Regions from separate parts of the Mus musculus genome. Here regions 1 and 3 are each linked to region 2. The links are chromatin contacts, called in public HiChIP or PLAC-seq maps. All regions are on one chromosome and are shown on one strand. Each heading gives the region's core, a stretch centred on a gene start, on an enhancer-like site or on the middle of the called end of the contact. The rest is flanking DNA. Distances are from core to core; before and after follow the strand shown. Region 1 overlaps Antxr1 (anthrax toxin receptor 1). Region 2 has its middle 22 kb from the start of D6Ertd527e. Region 3 holds the start of Gkn1 (gastrokine 1).

Region 1 (3,961 bases), core at 1,154-3,653, 130 kb before region 2:
CACCTAACTGAGCAACACACCCTGGGCTGAGCTCAGTGGGCCTCGGGCTCAGAATTCACCACAGACTCCCATGAGCAAGGATTGCAGAAAGGAATTGATTGGAACTGAGGCTGGGCCACACTCAAGAGTCCTTACTGGCACGTCCAGAAAGGACATCACACGCAGCCCCTCACAGGGTCACTTCAGAGGTGGTTGTAGCACCCACTGTTCCCCACAGCTTCTCACGAGGCAGGGAAGGTTACCCCCAAAGTTTCACATCTGCTGTTGGAATTTAGAGACGTGAAATAGACTCATTCGGGCAAAGTCAGATGAAAGTTTCATCTCTTGACCTTCTCAGTGTTTTGCAAAGCACTCCTGCCTGACACTAGACTCTCTTCTGAATGAACGTTTCATAATCTTCTAGACAGACACACCCCCTTCCAATCAATATTTCTGATAGGAAGAAGAACTCTCATATGCTGTCAATGAGAGTGCAAAGTGGGAAGCCACAGTGGAAAACAGGTTTTAAAAGATTTATTTATTTATTTAATGTATATGAATATTGCATGTATACCTATATGCCAGAAAAGGTCATCAGATCACATTATAGATGGTTTCAGGCCACCATGTGGTTGCTGGGAACTGAACTCAGGACCTCTGGAAGAATAGCCAGTACTCTTAATTGCAGAGTCATCTCTCCAGCCCTGAAAATAATTTCTTAAAATAATTAAACATACACTGACTGAATGGGCCAGCATTACTAGCCCTATACATTTGCCCAAGAGAAAAAGGGAGATGAAGTCTATGACCAGACAAAATGAACAGACAGTTGCTCATATTAGCTGTTTTTAATAGACTCAAAGCTGTAAACCACTCATGTATTCACAAGCAAGTGAGTGGACAGCAACAATTTAATTTTGCTGTATATTGGAATAATACTGAGCCCTGAAACAAGCCCTGTGTAAACCTCAAAGTAATCCCAGGTGAGTCTTAATCACACTACGAAAGAAGCCGAGCAAAGCAGCTCATCTGTGTGGCTCCAGCCTCATGAGCTTCTAGAAAATGCAAACTGATGTAGAAGTCATCTTATAGGGGTTTCAGCCCCACTCTAGCCCATGTAGCACCCAAATAAAAGATACAGAGACACTGTATTTTATTGACTAGATGTGGTACGAGGCTTTCAGGTTCTGAGTTAGCCTAGCCCACATCCCAACAGTGTTATTTGCCAACCGAATCTTGCTCTGTTTGCTCTGCTCCATGTGTGTCCTCAGGGAGATTTTCTCTTGGCCAAGTGCTCATGGTCTATCCTCATGGCTCATCCTGCCTCATAGCGACCTCCTTCTTACCCTCTTTTTCCTTCCCTTAATGGTCCCTACCTGAGACCCACCCCCTACTCCATCTCAAGTCACGCCTTCCTCTCCCTGCCCAGTCACAGGCTCTAGCCTTTATTACTCAATCAGAGATTATTGTGGTGTATTCTTTACAGCACATTGGTCAATGTTACAATGCCCATGTTCACACTGCAACCTGATCTGGGGGCACAGAACTCAGCATCTGAGTACAACTCAGAACTCTGAATACACAGTGCACAAGACCAACCCCCAACAAAAGGATGCTTCCTTAGAAAGCAGACCAGTGGTTCCTGGGAGAGAAGGGCGAACAGGAACAGCTGTTAAAGGAAACAGAGGGAAACAGTGATGGTTAGAAAGAGGTCACCATCCTGTCTGCTGTCAAGTGTGTGTCTCATGTCAATCCTACCCTTCCCGTGCATGCTAGCCTATGCCAGTTATGTCTCACAGAAGTTGTTATGAAATCCAAGCGTTCTAATATATGTTACAAGGTGCAGTAAGCATTTATTAGGAAAGAAAACCTAAACTGACCTACAGGATGAAGTATCCCTGACCATAGTGAGATAAAGCAGTACTGAGTGAGAAGAGCAAGAAGAAAATATGCAAATATTCAGAGAGTGGGAGGAACCCACCCTAAAACTATGCATTGTAATTTAAAAGGGGGGGATTGAAGAAAGGAAAGGAAAGAATGTAGAGTAAGTTTGCCAGACCCCTTGGTTTTTGCTCTTTTTAATTCACAAACTATGAAAATTTCCCTTTCAAAGCATACAATTTATTTGTTGTTTTTAACATATCAGTTTGGTATGGCCACAGAAGACACCTAATTCCATAATGCTTTCATCATCCAGAAAGAAACTGTGTACCTAGTGAGCAGCCACTCCTCACCCCACCCCCAACAGCCACCACTGCAGCCACTAATCTGCTTCCTGTCTCTAACTTGGCGAAGTTGGGCATTTCCCATGATTGGAATCCTGCCATGCACAGCCGTTGGCATCTGATTTCCCTCATTTAGCACAGTGTTCCTAAGGCTCCCATGTCATTGTGTGCGTTAGAACCTGGCCTCTCCTTGTGGTTAGGTAATATTCTATTATGTAGAGAAGCTTACACGTCAGTTCATGGGCGTCTGTCATTCCTGTTGGAGGCTCTTAGGAAAATGCTATTGTGAGTTCTTGTATGTGTTTTCATTTGTGTTTCTGTAATGACTAATGATGGTGAACATACTTTCATTTGTTAACCTCAGAAAATACACAGATTAGTCCAAGCTGGGACCTGAATACACGAGCACCTTGCTTTTTCCCCTCTTGCTCTTTCTTTCATCCAATGAGCTTACATGGAGACAAACCCACCCCAGGTCAGACACAGACAAGCATCCAGAAGAAACAGAAATGCTAGCTTCTGCCACTAAGAACCTTACATTACCATTAGGGATAAAAATTACAAAAGGATCCTTATGAACTGATATGTCCTGGGGATACATTCCTTAAAGGATAAATGTCACCAAAGATTAAATTCAAGATCGCTGCACATAGACAATTCTACCCTGAAGGCCCACAGTCCACTGAGACACATCCTGAGGGAGCTAGGATCCTACAGAGGGTCCTGTGTGCACATTTCCTGTAAGCAGTGAACTGTGAAGGGCAGAGGGAGGGTTCTGAGGATCAGGAGCATTAGAGTGGGGTGCCCTGGGTAAGGTGTATCCTGCTTCCTCCCTGCTACAGACTCATCACACAGTGTTGGATTATACAACTTCTCTGTACAAGGCGCTGGCATTCCAGTGGGGCTGCTGGGTCAGATGTTTGAGCTGTTCTGGAAACCAAATGTGTGCACTGACATGAAAATTGTGCCAGGCAGGGTAAGAGCCCGCCTCTCACTCCGGCTCTTCTCCCCAGGCCTAAGTGGTTGCATGGTTTGGTTCTCATCATTGGGTCCCTGCTGTCTTCCTTCCTCAACAAGCTGAGGCTGAGCCAACCAGACATGTGGGGACCTTCTTTTATAGAGGCCTCAACAGCTGAACTGGCGGTGCTGAACATGGTGTTAGAGAAGGGAGCTTGGCGTGCAGCCTCTTTCCAGCCTCTCCTCTCCCTTTGCTGATCTGTGAGGAAACGGGAGGGAGGCCTAAGGCAAGGCAGAAAACATGCAAAATCAGCAGAAGTGTCAACCAGATGTCTATATGCCTGGCATTCAAACTAGAAACTAGCTGACTTGAGGAAATAAGATGCAGTAAGTGTCTACCGCCCACTGAACCAGATGATGTTCAGCAATGCACCGGAGTGTGGAGCATATAAAGTGTTAAATCCACTTTTCTTAACTTAGCAATTGTGTGCAAGTATCAACATGCGTATATAAATCCTTACTGCTCATGACTGCAGTCCTGAAAAAAAGTATCGATTAATGAAGTTCCCAACCCAAGGCTCTGACCCTGAGAATATGAGTCTAACTTTGCTGGTTCTGGGCAAATTATCAAAAGATCAGAACTTTAATCCCATTGCCCTCCTGGTCTCATCTGACTCCTCCCTTTCCCTCCTATTTGCAATATCAACCCTCCATGCCTCTGGCTTCCTCACAATTAGTCTCTGGCTCATGTGTAGGTCTTGACAAATGAGCCACCGGTCCAAAGTTAGGATTACCAAATG
Region 2 (4,046 bases), core at 713-3,212:
AAATAAAATCTTAAGAAAGAGAAAGAGAGAGAGAGAGAGAGAGAGAGAGAGAGAGAGAGAGAAGAAAGAAAGAGAAGAAAGAAAGAAAGAAAGAAAGAAAGAAAGAAAGAAAGAAAGAAAGGAAAACTGAAGTCAATGATGTCTTATCTTTCCAGCCATGCTATCATGTAGGATTTTAGGCAAATCCTGAGTGTTCCAAAAACAAAACCATTCCAGGATCCATTGTCTGGAGACTGGCTTCTGCCTGGGCTCCACTGGGTTCCATTCCCAGGTTCCCAGTGACTGCAAAGTCTATGGATTCCAGGCATCCAATGGAGAAATTTCCTTGCAGAGGAATGGTACAAGCCACAGTTATCTCTCCAGCAAGATTTCTTTCTCACTTCAAACAATTCTTCCTAATCCTGACCCCTAGATTGTCTTCTTCCCTCCAGACATGCATTGGTACAAGGAGCTATTCTCAGCCATGACTAGGGCTGTTTCCATCTGGGTCCGTGCTATGATCACATGGGGATTAGAGATAAAGTGGACCACCATCTCTGTTGTATGGGGAATTCCAGATGTTTTCACTCTACTGCAAAAGAAGTTTTCTTCTCATTAACAATAACTGTGTCCATTGGCCAACCAGCCTGTTGATGCAGGGTCTCACCATCTTGCCAAACAGGCAGGCTGAGCAAGAAAGGGGAAAGAAGAATTGCCCTGTTTGTGGCTGAAAATGGGATTTCAGAGGAGGCAGGGTCCTGCTGCTGCTCTGTGTCCCTCAGTTGTAGACCATCAGTGCATCCCAGTCACCAATAATCCATACACGCACTGCGGGTCACAGAGTTACCAGCCAACCAATGTCGGTTGTGCAGATAAATGTAAACAAGGAACCTCGTTTCCAAGGAATCTCATTCCCAAGCATTCAAGAAAACTAGCAATAGATATGAAAACTACGTCTTGGATAGGATTTCCTTTGAGGAACTTAGGTCACCAGGTATGGTGGCATTTGCTTTTGGTCTCAGCAGAGGCAGGGGAATCTCTGCAAGTTCCTGGTTCTGGCTAGCCAGGGCAACATAGTGAGACTCTGTCTCAAGAAAAAACAAACATAAAAGCAAACAAGCAGCCAGAAAGTACTTCTCATGTAAGCATGGAGCCTTGAGTTAGAATTCCCAGCCCCCACATAAAATCTGGACCCAGGATTTAATCCAGGATCTGGAGAAGTGGAGGTCAAAGGTCACAGCCAGCCTGGTTAGCTGAACTGATGAATGTGGGATCAATAAGAGACGTTGTCTCAAAGATAACATGGGTGAGCCAGTGATGTTGCTCAGTGTGAAGGCACTTGCCACCAACCCAGACAGTCTGAGTTCGATCCCTGGGACTCACAGAGTGGAGGAAACAAAATGACTCCTGAAAGAAAGCGGTTGTCCTCCAGCTTTTGCGCAGAGGCTGTGCTGTGCACACCCACACACCTGTAAGTAATAGTGTAATTTTTAAAATAAGGTGGAGAGTGACCAGGGAAGACACCTATAACCTGCGCTCTCTACACACAGATACACAACTGTGGATGCACAGAGAGTGGGGAAGCAAGGGGGAGGGGAGAGCGGTGTGGGGAGAGGAGAGGGGGAGAGCACACACCAGTAATTAAGATCTCAGTTCCACTTCCCCATGCCCTTCAAGCAAATATTCAAGTATTCCCCAGTGTGGGCTCTCCCTAGGTGGTATTGGATGGCTCCTTCTGACAGCTCATTCACTCTGTCCTCTCTGGGTCACTTCTCAATGTGTACATACATACACTCCATGTCAACTGGGTCAAAGTCCCTTTCTGCTTTTCACTTGGAAAGAAAAATAAAAACAAATGCAAGGAATGCAGAGTAGGACAGCAGCAGGGAATGCCAGCCCTGGCCTTCATTAGAAGAGCCAGCTCTATTTTTACCTCATTTGTTTACTTAGCATCCTGTCACGGGACCGGATCTCTGCTATCCCATAACGGGTGGAGCACGCAGCATGTCTGCCTCAGTCAGGAGTCCAGCTGCTGTACGAGCATGTACATGTGCACACCTGCCAGAAAGGACCCTCTCTTCGGCTGCTGTTAAGTTCAGTCATGTGACTGCTTGTGGACATTAATGCTCACTTGCTCTCTGTTTCTCTTTTAATTAACTAAACTTAATTCTGAACATTTGCTGATATACAGAAGATTAAGAAAACAGAGAGAGCGGCGCCTGACCTCGCCTCAACTGGCCCTGCTGTTAACAGCCCCATGAGCCTGGTGTGTCTATTATCCTGAACTTGCTTTTGATGCCTTACCAGATACTAATGTCCACAGAGTCTGCCCCGCTTTCTACAGTTCTGTGGAACACCAATGCTCTGTTGTGTATATGCATCCGCCAGGAGCCACATAGTGGCAGATGGAATCGAGGCATTGTCCTAAGCACCTAAATGATTCACCTATTAAACCCTCTTCCCCTCCCCCAACCCTCAGCCCTGCATCCTAGAATTCTCCAGAAGGACAGAGTCCACGTGCATGCATATCTGCATCTATAGAGATATCTCTATAGATGCAGATAGGTCAGGGGCTTAAGGTCTCTGCTTACATGACTATCTATGGTGACCAAAAAAATCCATCAGTCTGAAGACATCATAGTATGACAGACACAGTGGAGTTTCAGAGGCAGGGAACCCAAAAGTAGAGCTCTGGGGTCAGGGAGAAAAGCCTGAGACGCTGAAAAGGCTGTGGTAAATCCTAAGTCCAAACACTGGAGCGCCTGTGGGGTACTGCTACCAAGTACCAGGAAACAGTGGAGCAGGTTCAACACGGGGGCCTCATGGGACCCATCCCAGTTCCTCGGAGCTCCAGGTTTATAACAAATGGACAAGAAAGGCCACCCAACCTCAGACCCTACAGGGATAAGGATCTGATTGGTCCATCTGACTGCTATCCAGACAAGTCAGGGATGCTGGCTGAAAGTGAGAAGCTAGCAGAAGATGGAGGTGACCAGGATCCACCTCAAGCCTCAGTATCAGCTACAGTAACAACAGCTTAATGCAGTTCACCAGTTAGTTACAGCTCATGTAAGTTCCCAGGAAATGAGACAAATTAGAACCAGCAGGATAGAATACTCCGCTCTGACAGCATGACACCAAAGGCTGCTCTCTGCTCCGAACCCCTCTACAAGGCTAGAACCTTGTGCCCAAGCTGCTGGGACTATCACCACTAATGAATGGCTCCTGGCTGAGTTCCTGCCACAGAGAGCTCCTTAGTTACACTCCCTTCCAGTAAGTCGGACAAAACCACAGCCTAGCCGGGTAGAGTGGCGCAAAGACCTCCCCCTTGCCTCAATTTCGGAATGTTCCGAAAGACTCCTAGCTCTGGAACTCCCCTGCATCAGCGAGGTCCCCTGTGCGTGTGCTGCCCATCTCTTTCCCTTTGTTGTTCATTACGAACAACCTAACTTGAATTACAAACCAACGTTCGAAAAACTAAAACCATAGTAAAATTGGTTTACTTGAGTCAGTACATAATCAATATTTTTGAAATAAATTTAAAAGTGGTCGTTTAATTATTTTCTATTAAATCTTCAAAGCCTGCCGGGTGCTTTATGTTACAGTGTCTCAGTGCTGGATAGATGCACTTCACAGACTCAAGCACCACATGTGGCCCGCAGCTACCACATTACACAACCCAGCAGCTGTGGATGTTCCAAAGAATCGAATTGCAAGGTCGTAAGATGCACACGCTTCAACGTCAGCCAATGTTGACTATTTTTTTCCAGATTCTGTACCAATTTATACTTTGAGTGAAGCCTTTGAGTGCCATGTTATTCCACACGCTAGACAAAGCATGGCTTCACTCAGAACCTCTGAGCTGAGGGAGGAGAGGAGAAGGCAAAGGCAGACAGACAGACAGACATTGAGAAAATATGGCAGAAGCTGAATGACTTGAGAAGTGGTTAAACAGCAGCATCAGGGCAGTGTGCGTTTCAACTGAACCCGTAAAGAATTTTCTCATTGTCTTGACTGTGTCCCATACTACCCCATTCGTTCATTGTCTAGGGTTCCTATTGCTGTGA
Region 3 (4,216 bases), core at 575-3,074, 220 kb before region 2:
TGAGCTAAGCATCAGACCCCTGCAGCCCTGTAAGCTCCAGACCATGGAGAAGAGGAAGGTTGTGGGTTCAAGGAGCTTTTCAGAGTGGAAATCTGTGGATCAGTGATTTATAAAACACAGTTTCCCCCTTTATTAGATTTGAACCACCAGCTTCAGTTGTAGAAGAGAACAGGTTAAAAAATAATAAGTGTCAGTCAGTTCTCCTTCAAAACTATTTTAAACGTTTACTTATTTTGCCAAGTGACAGTCTCTGCTTCCTCTCCTAGGAGAAGTCTTCCCTTATTTTAATATAATATTTGAAAGTTTTCATTATCTAGAGCAGTGGTTCTCATCCTGTGGGCCATGAGCCCTTTGGGGGGGTTGAACGACCCTTTCACAGGGGTCACATATCAGATATCCTGCATCTTAGCTATTTACATTATGATTCATAACAGTAGCAAAATTAGTTAGGAAGTAGGAACAAAATAACGTTATGGTTGTGGTCACCACTATGTTAGAGGGTCGCAGCATTCAGGAGGGTTGAGAACTGTTGTTCTAGAGGCAAATAAGAAGACAGAGTTCCTTGATAGGGCCCAGAGGCAGTGAAAGAAGTTTCCACGTAGAAAGTGAAGAAGGTCTGGTGTCCGAAGCAGTGAGGAACTTAAAAAAAGAAAACCAAAAACATTGCCAACTAACAGTCCAGGAGAAGAGCGGGGCATGAAAGGCTGAGTTCCCATGGGATGCCTTGAATGGAATCAGAGTGTGGGAAAATTGGTGTGGCTGGAAGGCAGGTGCCGGGCATCTCAGACGCTGGTAGCTGGGGAAACAGGAAACCCCTTTAGGATCCCAAGATGCCATTCCAATGAGCTTGAGATTTTTCTCATGGACTGCCAGTGAATGTTTCTACGCTCCGGAAATTAATGTTTACTTATTTTCCATATTCTAGGGGAGAACCCTGGGAAAAATGGAGGACATTCATTGAAATATCTGAGTCCTGGGATAAGGCAGGCTTGGTCCTACAACTCTGGTAAAAGTCCATCAGGAAGTGCCTTGACCAAGGCTGGAGTGGAGAGCTGTTGGTGAGATGTAAGGGCAAGGTTTAGTTGCTAGATATGTAGATGGCAAGATGGTGCTGCCAACAGCCCCCAGAGCTCTAACCCACTGAGAAACCCAGGAATGAATGATGGGAGATGGCTTTGGTGCCAGCTGCTAGTGACATGGCTGGAAAGCTGCACTGGCTTCGAGGCCAGACAATTCCTCAAGGAAACATCTGGCCAGGGTGCAAGGGCCAGTTTCCTTCCTTGGAGTTCCTTTCACAGCTAAGAACATCATCCCCCAACCACTGGTTTTGTTAAAAAGTTTTCAGTATGACTTGAGCATGGTCAAGAAGCATAGAGAGGGGGAAATAAGGGTGGAAGGAGCTGGAGAAAGCTTACAATAGGACTGGGTAAAGGGAAGGAGAAGAAACCATTCCCGCATTCCCATAGGAGCCAGTACCAGGAAGGGCAGGTGTACACACAGATCTCATCTAAGGCCATGTTTGGTTTAGGGATTACTCTTCTCCTGAATCTGAGCAGCAGCAATACGTAAAATACCCACACCCATGGCTTCCATATTCCAGAACTTATCACAAACCGTGTAGAGTTTACTGAGATACCTTCGTCAGAGGATGAGTCAGAGGCCTCCTGCCTAAGGGCCCTACTGAGCAGGCAGCTAAAGGCTTCCGGGCCTCTGCAGCTCCACAGATACAGGAGAGGGAAGCAGATAAGCCGTGGACTCCACCTGAGCACACCTAGCTTGAGCAAAGCTGGTCAGGTACAAATAGCAGAGGGCTGAATGTCTGTGAGCACGCCGCCTGATCCTCTGCTCCACCACACTCCTGCCGCCATGAAGCTCACAGTAAGTCAGATCTTCCTTTTCAATGCAGCACCATACAACATTAATAGTCAGGGGTGAGGGGGTCTGACTCTTACGGCACTGTTACCATAGTGGAAATATTCTCCTTCCTTTTCATGGAATCATGGTGTTTACAAGCATGTCCATAGAGAAGAAGAATTGCCCCGGAAGAGCCTGTCACAGGCTGAATACTGTAGAATTGTCTTTCACACCATCTGTTCCAAGGTTCTACTTAAGACGAGCAGTCTCTGGGCTCCAGAAAGAGTCTTTCTTAGCCTTGATCTCTTTCTTATTTCTGATTTCTCCTTTCTTATCCATGATTTCCACTTTTACCAGTTCTGGGCATGTTCCGGTCAGACTGGAAGATCACTGTTGTCAAAACTAGTCTTCAACACTCTTGGCTGTTAACATGAAAACAACGGTCCTTGGGCCCTGTGCAAGCATTTCTTGGAGAAAGTCTCTGGGGATGAAGCTATCTCAGTTTCCCCACTGAAGTCCTAGGATACAGAGGCTCAAACAGAGTGCACATATTCAATTTCAGCATACTCTATTGGCGCTGCTTTATGAATCATATGAATTTATGGAATTGGAAATGTAAACTATGACCAAGAAGCGTCCACCTCAGAACAGGTTGGGTGGGGAACTCCAAGCACAGGCCAGAGGGCTGCGTTTCTCTTCTAGTTCTGTCTAGAGGAGTGATTCTCGACCTTCCTAATGCTGTGACCCTTTAATACAGTTCCTCACGTTGTCGTGACTCCCAGCCATAAAATTACTTTCATTGCTACTGCATAACTGTAATTTTGCTACCATTATGAGTTGTAATGTAAATATCTGATATGCAAGATACCAGATAACCTAAGAAACGGTTGTTTGACCTTTAAAGGGGTCACAACCCACAGGTGGAGAACTACTGGTCTAGGGTCCTTTACAGTCCTTTAGCTGCCTCATTTACAGGAGATAACATCATGCTCAAAAACTCCCTCCACATTTGGCTTTTTGGGTTGTTTTGTTTTGTTTTTCAAGACAGGGTTTCTCTGTGTAGCCCTGGCTGTCCTGGAACTCACTTTGTAGACCAGGCTGGCCTCGAACTCAGAAATCCGCCTGCTTCTGCCTCCTGAGCGCTGGGATTAAAGGCGTGCGCCACCATGTCTGGCTCACATCTGGCTTTTTAAGAGACCGATTTTAACTCTCTTGCATTGAAAATAAATATAGTAGAAATGCTTAACCTACTAAGACAATAAAAACAGGATTCCTTCTGCTAGGAAGAACACGTTCCAGACTAAGGAAAAAAACCTTTTCAGGGCTTTCATTACACTGTGCCATGCACTAATTTTATGTTTTCTTCATCAGTTTTCAGTGTCTGAAATTCAGTGTCAAAATTCTAAGACTACATATGAATATCATTACAGTAACTCAGCAATTCTATGTTACCAGTAAGTTTTTCTGTAGTTTAAAAAAAAGGTGGAAGAAGAAAGCACAGATGGTTTAGCACATGGGTAAAATCAGTAACTATTTCTGATGAGCTTGGTGAAGATGCTGTAAACCATGCGACCACCAGTCCTGTTCTCTGTGCTTTCAGATGTTCGTCGTGGGTCTGCTTGGCCTCCTTGCAGCTCCTGGTTTTGCTTACGTAAGTCTCATTTTTCTGAAGTTCATTGTCAAAACTGCATTTACAGTGAAATGTGATCTTAAGTCACCCTCTGCTTCTTATGAACATTAGACGGTCAACATCAATGGTAATGATGGCAATGTAGACGGAAGTGGACAGCAGTCGGTGAGCATCAATGGTGTGCACAACGTGGCCAATATCGACAACAATAACGGCTGGGACTCCTGGAATAGCCTCTGGGACTATGAAAACGTATGTAATGGACACACAGGGTAAAGATATGGTGTAGCCACCACCCATTAAAATTTCTGAGGTGAATTCTAGCTGTTCATGAACATTAAAAGCTACTAGTAAAAGTGCCCATTCCACTCAAAACAATTTTACTTTTTTGCATATAATTATTGCTAATAAGTATTACACAATAGGTCGAAATTCAAAGGGATCAATAGTAAGGATAAAAACTATGTACAAAGACAAACACAGCATCCTTTGGTCTTCCCTGCAGAGAGTCTCCATGATGTTAAAGGTCCAATGTTTTATGGAGGCTGAATGAAATACGAATGCCTCTGTGATGGAAAAGGCCCAACATCTTATGGAGAATGAGTGAAGTATGAATGCTATTAGTTGTAAGAGAAGGCGATGCAAAGCAACACTTGGCACCACCTGCCAATTACTACTTTCCTATTTAAATGTAGTTTAAAAAGCAAAGCCTGTCTTCCCTGCCTCCTGGAA

What was found. HiChIP or PLAC-seq counts read pairs in DNA pulled down with a chosen protein or histone mark.
Region 1: a FOXA1 HiChIP or PLAC-seq map of pancreatic cancer cells shows a contact between it and region 2. The contact joins two enhancer-like sites. A contact is called at or near these places in 1 of 15 datasets of contacts at CTCF or cohesin (embryonic stem cells), 4 of 484 Hi-C or Micro-C datasets (the CH12 cell line, the N1E-115 cell line, bone marrow-derived macrophages and 1 more), 4 of 115 datasets of contacts at active chromatin or transcription factors (double positive thymocytes, embryonic stem cells, large pre-B cells and 1 more) and 3 of 9 other capture datasets (adipose tissue, embryonic stem cells and liver).
Region 3: a contact with region 2 is called in a FOXA1 HiChIP or PLAC-seq map of pancreatic cancer cells. The contact joins the promoter of Gkn1 here to the enhancer-like site in region 2. A contact is called at or near these places in 9 of 39 promoter capture datasets (the C10 cell line, the HPC-7 cell line, cranial neural crest and 5 more), 2 of 484 Hi-C or Micro-C datasets (bone marrow-derived macrophages and embryonic fibroblasts), 4 of 115 datasets of contacts at active chromatin or transcription factors (cardiomyocytes, embryonic stem cells, large pre-B cells and 1 more) and 3 of 9 other capture datasets (adipose tissue, liver and macrophages).

The regions. Positions count from the first base shown.
Region 1 is chr6:87,257,568-87,261,528 of GRCm38.p6, reverse strand. All of the region lies in intron 9 of Antxr1 (anthrax toxin receptor 1), which reads left to right. All of the region lies in intron 3 of Gm38851 (a long non-coding RNA gene), which reads right to left. Among named protein-coding and RNA genes, the nearest start is that of Gm34170, 23 kb to the left of the region's middle. Within about 2 kb of position 2,403, at least 35 of the 459 cell types and tissues checked have an H3K27ac peak or open chromatin away from gene starts, as enhancers often do. A contact at or near this core is called in the N1E-115 cell line and pancreatic cancer cells, where this site is marked.
Region 2 is chr6:87,125,152-87,129,197 of GRCm38.p6, reverse strand. No RefSeq gene overlaps it. Among named protein-coding and RNA genes, the nearest start is that of D6Ertd527e, 22 kb to the right of the region's middle. Within about 2 kb of position 1,962, at least 35 of the 459 cell types and tissues checked have an H3K27ac peak or open chromatin away from gene starts, as enhancers often do. A contact at or near this core is called in the N1E-115 cell line, liver and pancreatic cancer cells, where this site is marked.
Region 3 is chr6:87,348,523-87,352,738 of GRCm38.p6, reverse strand. Gkn1 (gastrokine 1) reads left to right here and starts at 1,824. Exons shown (of 6, transcript NM_025466.1): 1 at 1,824-1,878; 2 at 3,455-3,505; 3 at 3,596-3,736. The coding sequence starts at 1,867.